2 separate regions of the Zea mays genome follow, and region 1 is linked to region 2. The links are chromatin contacts, called in public Hi-C maps. All regions are on one chromosome and are shown on one strand. Each heading gives the region's core, a stretch centred on a gene start, on an enhancer-like site or on the middle of the called end of the contact. The rest is flanking DNA. Distances are from core to core; before and after follow the strand shown. Region 1 holds the start of LOC103647034. Region 2 holds the start of LOC103647033.

The links. Hi-C and Micro-C count contacts between places; a contact is called where the count stands out from the background.
Region 1: a Hi-C map of endosperm shows a contact between it and region 2, with 4 times the contacts expected there. The contact joins the promoter of LOC103647034 here to the promoter of LOC103647033 in region 2. A contact is called at or near these places in 9 of 25 Hi-C or Micro-C datasets (bundle sheath, ear, endosperm and 4 more).

The regions. Positions count from the first base shown.
Region 1 is chr2:143,762,872-143,766,878 of Zm-B73-REFERENCE-NAM-5.0, reverse strand. LOC103647034 reads left to right here and starts at 1,485. Exons shown (of 1, transcript XM_008671606.4): 1 at 1,485-3,659. The coding sequence starts at 2,171. The coding sequence ends at 3,412.
Region 2 is chr2:143,633,891-143,637,890 of Zm-B73-REFERENCE-NAM-5.0, reverse strand. It overlaps LOC103647033, which reads right to left and starts at 1,310. Exons shown (of 2, transcript XM_008671605.3): 1 at 1-1,310. The coding sequence starts at 1,125.

The DNA.
Region 1 (4,007 bases), core at 236-2,735, 130 kb before region 2:
GAGATGGTACATTGGAAGACGACTTTCAGGTGATCAAAGGGATTTGGGTTGATCAAGGGGGAGTGTTGCGAAACATTCACATGTGATCAAACTCATCCGATGGGTTACTACCCAAGGGTCGCACCCCTTGGGGGAGTACCCTGCAGCCTGTATATAATCCAATGTTCCCCTGCAATATAGACTTACAACTGTCATTTGTTTCTCTCAATCTCGTTACCACTAGATATACTTCAACACGTCGCTGTGGTCGCCGGATGCGTGTGCCGACGCTACGTAGGGTAGTGTCGGTGATTCTGCGAGCAGTGACGCGTGTGTGCCGTACGTACGCCGGCTGCGGCACTGTGCTTTCGCCTGGAGCCGGAAGAAAGCAGCCCTTGTACGGGCGGGCCCCACTTCAAGTGAACGGCTGGGGTCGGGATCGGGTCCGTACGCGCGGCCGACGGCACGTGCCACCCGTCCGTCCGGTCTCACCTCCCTCCCTCCCTCCCTGGAGTCTGGACTCTGAAGTCTGAACCCACACTCGTCCACTGCATGCCTGGGAACCGGGACCCACCCACCTGCGGACGGTCTCCCCTCCCCGAGCGTTTCCCAGTGGCAATCGCCGAGCCCGGGCCCCACTGGGGTCAAGGCCAACCACGAGACGAGTAGCGGGAGCGACCAGACCACCATCCCCATTCCCCAGCCGCGTGTCCGTGTCCGCGTGGCCCACCGCGCTCGCCCGCGCCTCCAGGACTCCCCAAACTGCCCCCGGTCGGCCGCCGACGCCGCCGCACCAGGCGAGGGGCAGCGCCGTAAGCTAAGCTCGCGCGCCCGCGGTGCTGGTGGGAACGCCCTCCGCGTCGCGTGCGCGTGTACTAGCCCGTTACTCCCTTGGACGACCCCTCCCGCGTCCGCCGCGGTCACGGACCTGCTCCTTGCTCCCTGCTCTTCCTTGCGGACCTTGACCATGGCACAAACAAACGACTCGGTTTCTTTTACTAATCATAACCAAAATCCGCCTCGCCATCGTCCCGCTGATTGCTGAAACATGACCTGACCGCCAACTGCTCGCCCGGGCGGAGGATTTCGACCGGTCTCCACCATCTGTAGCGATCCCCGTTAGACGAAACACCACCAACACGACACATGACCACATATATTACAGCGTTTTCATATAGTGCTATAAAATAAGGGATTAGAATTGCGTTTGACTCGTAACTTTTTCGTCGTCTAAGATAGTATGTGATATTTGTTTTATCCAATTTAATATTTTATATATGAACCATATATTCACTTTGATATTAAATCTATTCTTTTATCGCTATCAAATACGATGGTATATTTGTTCTTATCAGTTTATACCTTTTGGTTAAAGTAAAATTTAATATTTATTCTTATCAGTTTAATATCTGATATCTGGAACATGTGTTCACTTTGATATTAAATTTAGTTTTTATGAATATCAAATATGAGTGTGTGCTGACATAACATAAGGGTACTGTAGTAGTTTTTTTTGGCTAATGCAACACTAGCACAATTTACAAGAAGTGGCTATCTCCTTCGGCCTTGTCTCATATCTTCCACCAAATAAACTGTGTACAATCGTGTTTCATACACGATCTGCTGGTAGAACCAAACGGGTAGAATAATGGCCGCCGCCTCCCGTGTACCGTCGCACGCACGAGCACGAGCTACGCCTGCACTGCACGTACCTTTAAACCTTTTTGCGGATCCGGTCCCTACAGATCGCGGGATTTGCGTTGGTCTGTCCACCGCACGATACCAGAGGGATATTTGCGCCCAAAGATAAGAAAACACAGCGCTGCTAAACTACTCCAACCGCCATGATTAGCCCAAACGAGGAGGGGGAGAGCTTCGGACCCTTTCTTCCCAAACCTTCCAAAACCAATAAAAAAAGTAATGCCGGTCGTAATCGCGCCATCCCCACACATATATACATAGCTTCACCACGCCACCCTCCCCATTCCCCATCACCATTCACTCATCCACCACCGCCATCCCCCCACGCAATCTCACCGGAAAAACGCCTGCTCGAGTTGAGCTGAGCTGGGCCGCCATGCGCCCACGGACCCACTGAGCCAAAGCCCCACCGACCCCACCACAACGCTGTCGGCCATTCCCTGTCCAAGATCCGCGCTTCGATTCGTCCGCCGACGCCGAGACCGACACCATGCCGGCCACGGACCTCCAGGGCTCCTCCCCGTCGACGCACGCCCACTCGTCCCCGTTCCCCTCGTTCGGCCGCACGCTCCTCTCCCTCCGCCGCGACGCCCCGGCGGCCGCGATGCCGCCGCCGCGCGGCGCCGGCCCGGAGCTCGGGGACTTCCACGCCCATGTCGCTGTGCGCCTTGCGGGCCTGAGCGCGCCCGGCGGGGAGGAGTTCATGTCCGTCGCGTGGGTCCGGCGCCTGCTGGAGGCGTTCCTGCTGTGCCAGGAGGAGTTCCGGGCGGCGGTGGCCGAGGCGCGGCGCCGCGGCGGCGGGGTCACGGCCCCCGCGGACGCGGAGAAGCTGGTGGCGGAGGTCGGCGAGCGCGCCGTCAGGGCGCTCGACGTCTGCAACGCGGCGCGCGACGGCGTGGACCAGGCCCGCCGCTGGGAGCGCCTCGCGGGGCTGGCGGCCTCCGCACTGCTGGCGCCCGCCGAGGGGCAGGTGCACGAGGGCCAGCTCTGGCGCGCGCGGAAGGCGCTCTCGGACCTTTCCCTGCTCCTCGCCGACGATGCCGCCGCCGCCTCCGCGGGCGCCGGCGGCGGGCTCGCCTCGTTCCTCGCGTCCCACCGCAACCGCTCCTTCGGCCGCGCGCGGGCGTCGCCGTCCCGCGCCTCGCCCTCCGCGCACTTACGCTCGCTGTCGTGGAGCGTGTCCCGCACCTGGTCGGCGGCGCGCCAGCTGCAGGCCATCGGAGCCGGCCTGGCCGCGCCGCGCGCCACCGAGGCCTCCTGCGGCTTCGCCGCGCCGGCCTACGCCATGGGCTGCCTGCTCCACCTCGCCGCCTGGGCGCTCGTTGCCGCCGTGCCGTGCCCGGACCGCGCCGCCGCGCTGCAGGCGCACCACCTCCCGGCCGCGCCGCCGCGCGCCGCGTTCCCCTGGGCGCCGCCGCTCCTCGCGCTCCAGGAACGCCTCGCCGAGGAGGGGAGGCGCAAGGACCGCCGCAGCTCGTGCGGCCTGCTCAGGGAAATCCACGCGCTGGACAAGTGCGCGCAGCGGCTCGCGGAGGCCATCGACGCCGCGCCGGTCCCGCTTACCGGCGAGCGGGAGGCCGAGCTGCGTGAGGCTGCAGCGGAACTCGCCGCGGCGTGCTCCGCCATCAAGGACGGGCTGGACCCGCTGGAGAGACAGGTGCGGGAGCTCTTCCACCGCATCGTGCGCAGCCGAATGGCGGGCCTCGATCCACCGATGGCCAATGCAGATTGAGCTCTATTCAAGATCATCATCGTCTTGCCTTCGATCTCACAGTGTGGCGGTGCTCTTGTGAATTGTGATCAGCTAGTGGAAAGTATAAAATGTGTGTCCTTCTGTAAAGGATTACACAAAGAGGAAAGGGAAGGTGTCATCTTTGGGTAAAGATGATTCCTTATTCCCATGTTTTGATGCTGCATTTGCTGTATATCCTTGTGTTTTTTGATAGTGTCACGTCTGTGCGCAGCTAATTCTCGAGCAACTCGTGCCACTTTGGGAATGTGACTTCCATTGACAACGCTAACAAGCAGGAAAAAAATGTGTGAAAAGAAAATGTGTTCTAGGTTCACTGTGCACGTTTCTTGGTTTAACTGTGCACGTTCATTCTATCGGCATCATTGTGCAAAGAAATGGGGCAGTAATTGTGGCAAAAAAAATGCGGTGATCAATTTGTTACAGAATAACAACAAGAAGGCCTTGGTGATAAGTTTGTGAGAAGCCACTTTTTTTTGTCAGTACTCTAAATGGGCTAATGTGATGTAACGCATGATTTGGTTGCGTGTCTCAACCGGGCAATATGTCTCTGAGTGGTCTATTGTGGATTGCTTAT
Region 2 (4,000 bases), core at 61-2,560:
TCTTCTTCGACCAGCAATGTCATCGTCGCCGTCCAGCTTGTCGTCGTCGTTATTACTGTAGATGACCTGGCCGCGCTTCCCGTCAAAGACCGAGATGGTGGCGGCGCCGCGCATGTAGAAACCAGCGCGCACGCCGAAGATCTCCAGCCTGCATTGGCCGGCTTGTTGGCCGAGGACGTGGGGGATGGTGGCACCGCCGTTCCAGTAGCGCCCCAAGTTGTCGCTGCTGTCGTCACCCTCTCCCGCCGTTTCCTGAGGTGGTGGCGGCGGCTGCCACGACGGTAGTGCCGTCGGCCCCGCCTCCGACCAGTTAAGCAGCAGCTGCACTATCTGCAGCGCCTGTCCCACGTTCCTGACATCAACTTGCGGAGCTAGCAGCTCAGGGGGCCACGGCGGAGGTATCCCGTTCCAGCTCCCGTGCCTGCTCCACCAGTCCCAGATCAGCACGGCGTGCGACATGCGCCCCCAGTTCCACAGCAAGTGCACCTGCCGCTCGGTGATGGCGGCCGAGCTGCGGTCCCAGTCGTCGAGCACCGTCTCGCAGTGCGGGATCATCCTGGCAGCCTCGCAGACCATGACGATGAGCCGCGCCAGGTGCCGCTTGGTCCGGTCGTCCACTTGGACGCCTGGTTCCTGCTCGTAGGACGAGAGCCGGCGCACGGCGTCTCTGGCGAAGCACATGCCGAGCCCCAGACCCACCAGCCTCATGGCGCCGCCGACCATCATGCCCCCGTAGCCGACGTCGCACTCCAGGAAGGTGGAGCTCCAATCCGCCGGGAGCACCTGCGCGCTCCTGCAGCCGCCGTCGCCGCCGCCGAAGCCGAATTCGAACCACTTCCCCCGCCGGTTACTGAAGCCGATGAGGTAGACGTTGTCGTCGCGGACCGCCAGCGTGGTCTCGTGGCCCTCGTCGCGGACCCGCAGGGTGATGAGGATCCACCGCGCCGGGCGGCGAGGGCTGCGTTGCCGTGGCAGCACGGGGTGGGGCGCGTGCTGGTAGTCCAGCACGCTCTGCCGGTCGCCGGCGGGTTCGTACTCGGCGAGCACCCTGCGGAGCACCTTGATGAATTCACCGTAGTCTCCTTCTACTACGTCGTACACGATTCTTTCCATGGCAGCTTCCATGGATCAGCTGGTCAGGCCACTCGATCTAGACAAAAAAAAAAAAAAAAACGATACGATTTCCTCCCCCACGACGGCTCATTAGCACTATTGTCAAACCTCGTGAGAAGCTAGCTAGCTAGCAACTGAATAGACTACTAGAGTTACATACGGTGTGTCTAATATAAGGTATCTTCTTCTGATCCTATTTCCAGCAACGTCTTATTTTAATTTTTGTATGTAAGTATTTTTCACTAATTTGTTATACGTATTTTAGTTTGAAAAATACATTGTTTAAAATATTCGAAAGAGTATATATATATATATATATATATATATATATATATATATATATATATATAGTTATAGTATTAGGAGCCCTGGGCTTCCATTAATGCAGGGAGCCCCTGCCAGTTTAGTTGTGCCGGGCGCGGGTCGACGTGGCAGGTGGTCCGAGTACCGCGCACATGCACCGATTGAAGGTGGGGCGTACGTGCGCACCCCCTATTACCATTTATGCATCCGTTTCATTCAAATTACGTATGCATAAACAAGTAACTGACACGGTGTGTGCGCATGCTCCGCGCGGGTATTCCGGCTTCGTGGTCACGACCCGCGATGTAGTTGGCCGCGTTTATACTTGCATATTATGACTCCAACCGTTTCATAAATTTACATGTCGATGCGGCTTGGTCGGGTGTGGTGTAGTATTTGGGATTTATGATTGTATACTTCGATGTTGACAACTACATATCATTTTGGGATTTATTATATTACGCACTTTGCCGTGGGTCTTGATTAATTATTTTTTTGTAAACTGTTTACGATACTTTGCACAGATATTTATGCTTCTTATGATCATGCAGTTACCAAACCTTCACCCGACTGTGCGCTGACTAGTGGACCCACAGTCCCTCGCCGCTCCCCCGCGGGCCGACCGAGCTAATAATTCAGCTCGGGTCCACCCACAACAGACAACAGACACAAACCCTAAAAAAATCAGTTCCTCCCCGTCGCCGTCATTCGCTCCTGCGATCGCCATCGACGACACCGCCCCCCACCTCTTCCACCGCCGTAATCTCCGCTGTTCATCGATTCACCGCCGTCGTCCTCCTTCCCTGGTTCGTTGCCCCTCTCATTTTTTCGAGTTCCCCCATTCTTTTACATATTTCACTCGCTAATGTCCATCAGTTTCGCCCCGCCCCTTCTACATCCCTTCAATTGATTCGAAATTAATTGAATCGCCTCAGTATATGTAGTATCCGATAATGCCTTCCAATTTTTTCAATTGCATATTTGTTACAATCTGTTCATTTTTATATAGGTACTGAGTGTTGTTTATGAACACAATTTATTTTTTTTACAATAGCAATCAATAGATTAGTGTTGTTTCTGATACTTATAATACACATATTTTTATTAATTATATTGCATAATGTATTTATGCACACTATGTACTGTTTTATTTAAATATGAGTTTTCACATATCTGTTGTTATGCATTCCTTCTTCTCAGTTACGTTGTCTACATATGTTGTTATGCACAATACACACACTATACATACCCCATCAGTTTCATAATGTTATTTTTTATTCCATTATTATGTATGGTATAGTATTATTTCCTGATGTTCTTTTTCATTTACTTAGTTTGTTCTACCCCAGAAAATGAAGTCCGTTGATCGTCCTCCCGCTAATCCCAAACGCATAACAATTGAGTCAAGCCAAGAATTCTTTAGTGTTGAGATACCACGGCCGGCCTCTATTGGAGTTCCTCCAAACACAAAGCATTCTGATCAGTGTCCTGCACCTGTCGAGAAACCATCTGTTATTTATGAAGCCAATGAACAAACTGGATCTGGCAATGACGACGATGACTTCATGACACCTACAAAGAAGCGTAATGCTGCTGGAAGTCATATGAATATCTTACGGAAGACATGCACAAAGAGGCCGAAAGTATTAGAAACTCCATGGCAGGTTATATGTTATACTTATGAGTTCATATATATTAAATACTAATTAGTATTCAATAATTATGACCTGATACAACATATTATATATTATTTAGTAGTATACAGTAAGGATGAATCTAGTCGAATTTTCACGTTATGTTCCAAGTTCTGAATTGCATTTACAATTTCATATTTATTTTACAACACTTGGACACTTTTTTATTGTCTACAGATAATGCAGTTTAGTTTATTTAACTAGGTATTATGTTATTTTAGTTGCATCCCTTACATTATGAGTTATAATTTTATAGCTAATGCCACATTTATTTCATTGTTTTCATAACATTTAACATACATTATTTTCAGAAACTCAATGTTAGATGCAACCCTCAGGATGTGATTATAACTATTAAGATATTGAATGAGAGGCAACGACAAGCCGTTGCTAGAAAAGGATTTTCCAATATTCTTGACATGACACTTGATGCACTGGGTAGCCGTTCTCATCTTCGTTGGTTGATGGATAAGTTGGACCACAAGGATATGACTATTCGCCCTGGAGTTGGCAAGGAACTAAAAATTACGAAAGAAACTGTCCACCTTATACTAGGCCTTCCGAATGCTGGCGGTGGTAAGCCACTAGGAATCGATGAAGCAGTGGCGGGTAATAACTTGAGGGCTGAACTTGGATTGTCCAAGGATGAGTTTGTTGTTGCATCTCTTCAGGACCGATTGAGAAAAGGAAATGATGATGACCTCTCTATCAGATGCTTCTTTTTGATATTGTTCAATAGATTGTTGTTCCCCACTTCCAGCTGGGGCATATCCAACCATGAAGTGTTATTGACGGAAGAAATGGACCGTTTCCACGAAATAGACTGGTGCCACTTAATTTATAATGACCTATGTGAAGCTGCACAAAAGTGGCATACAAGAAGCACTTCT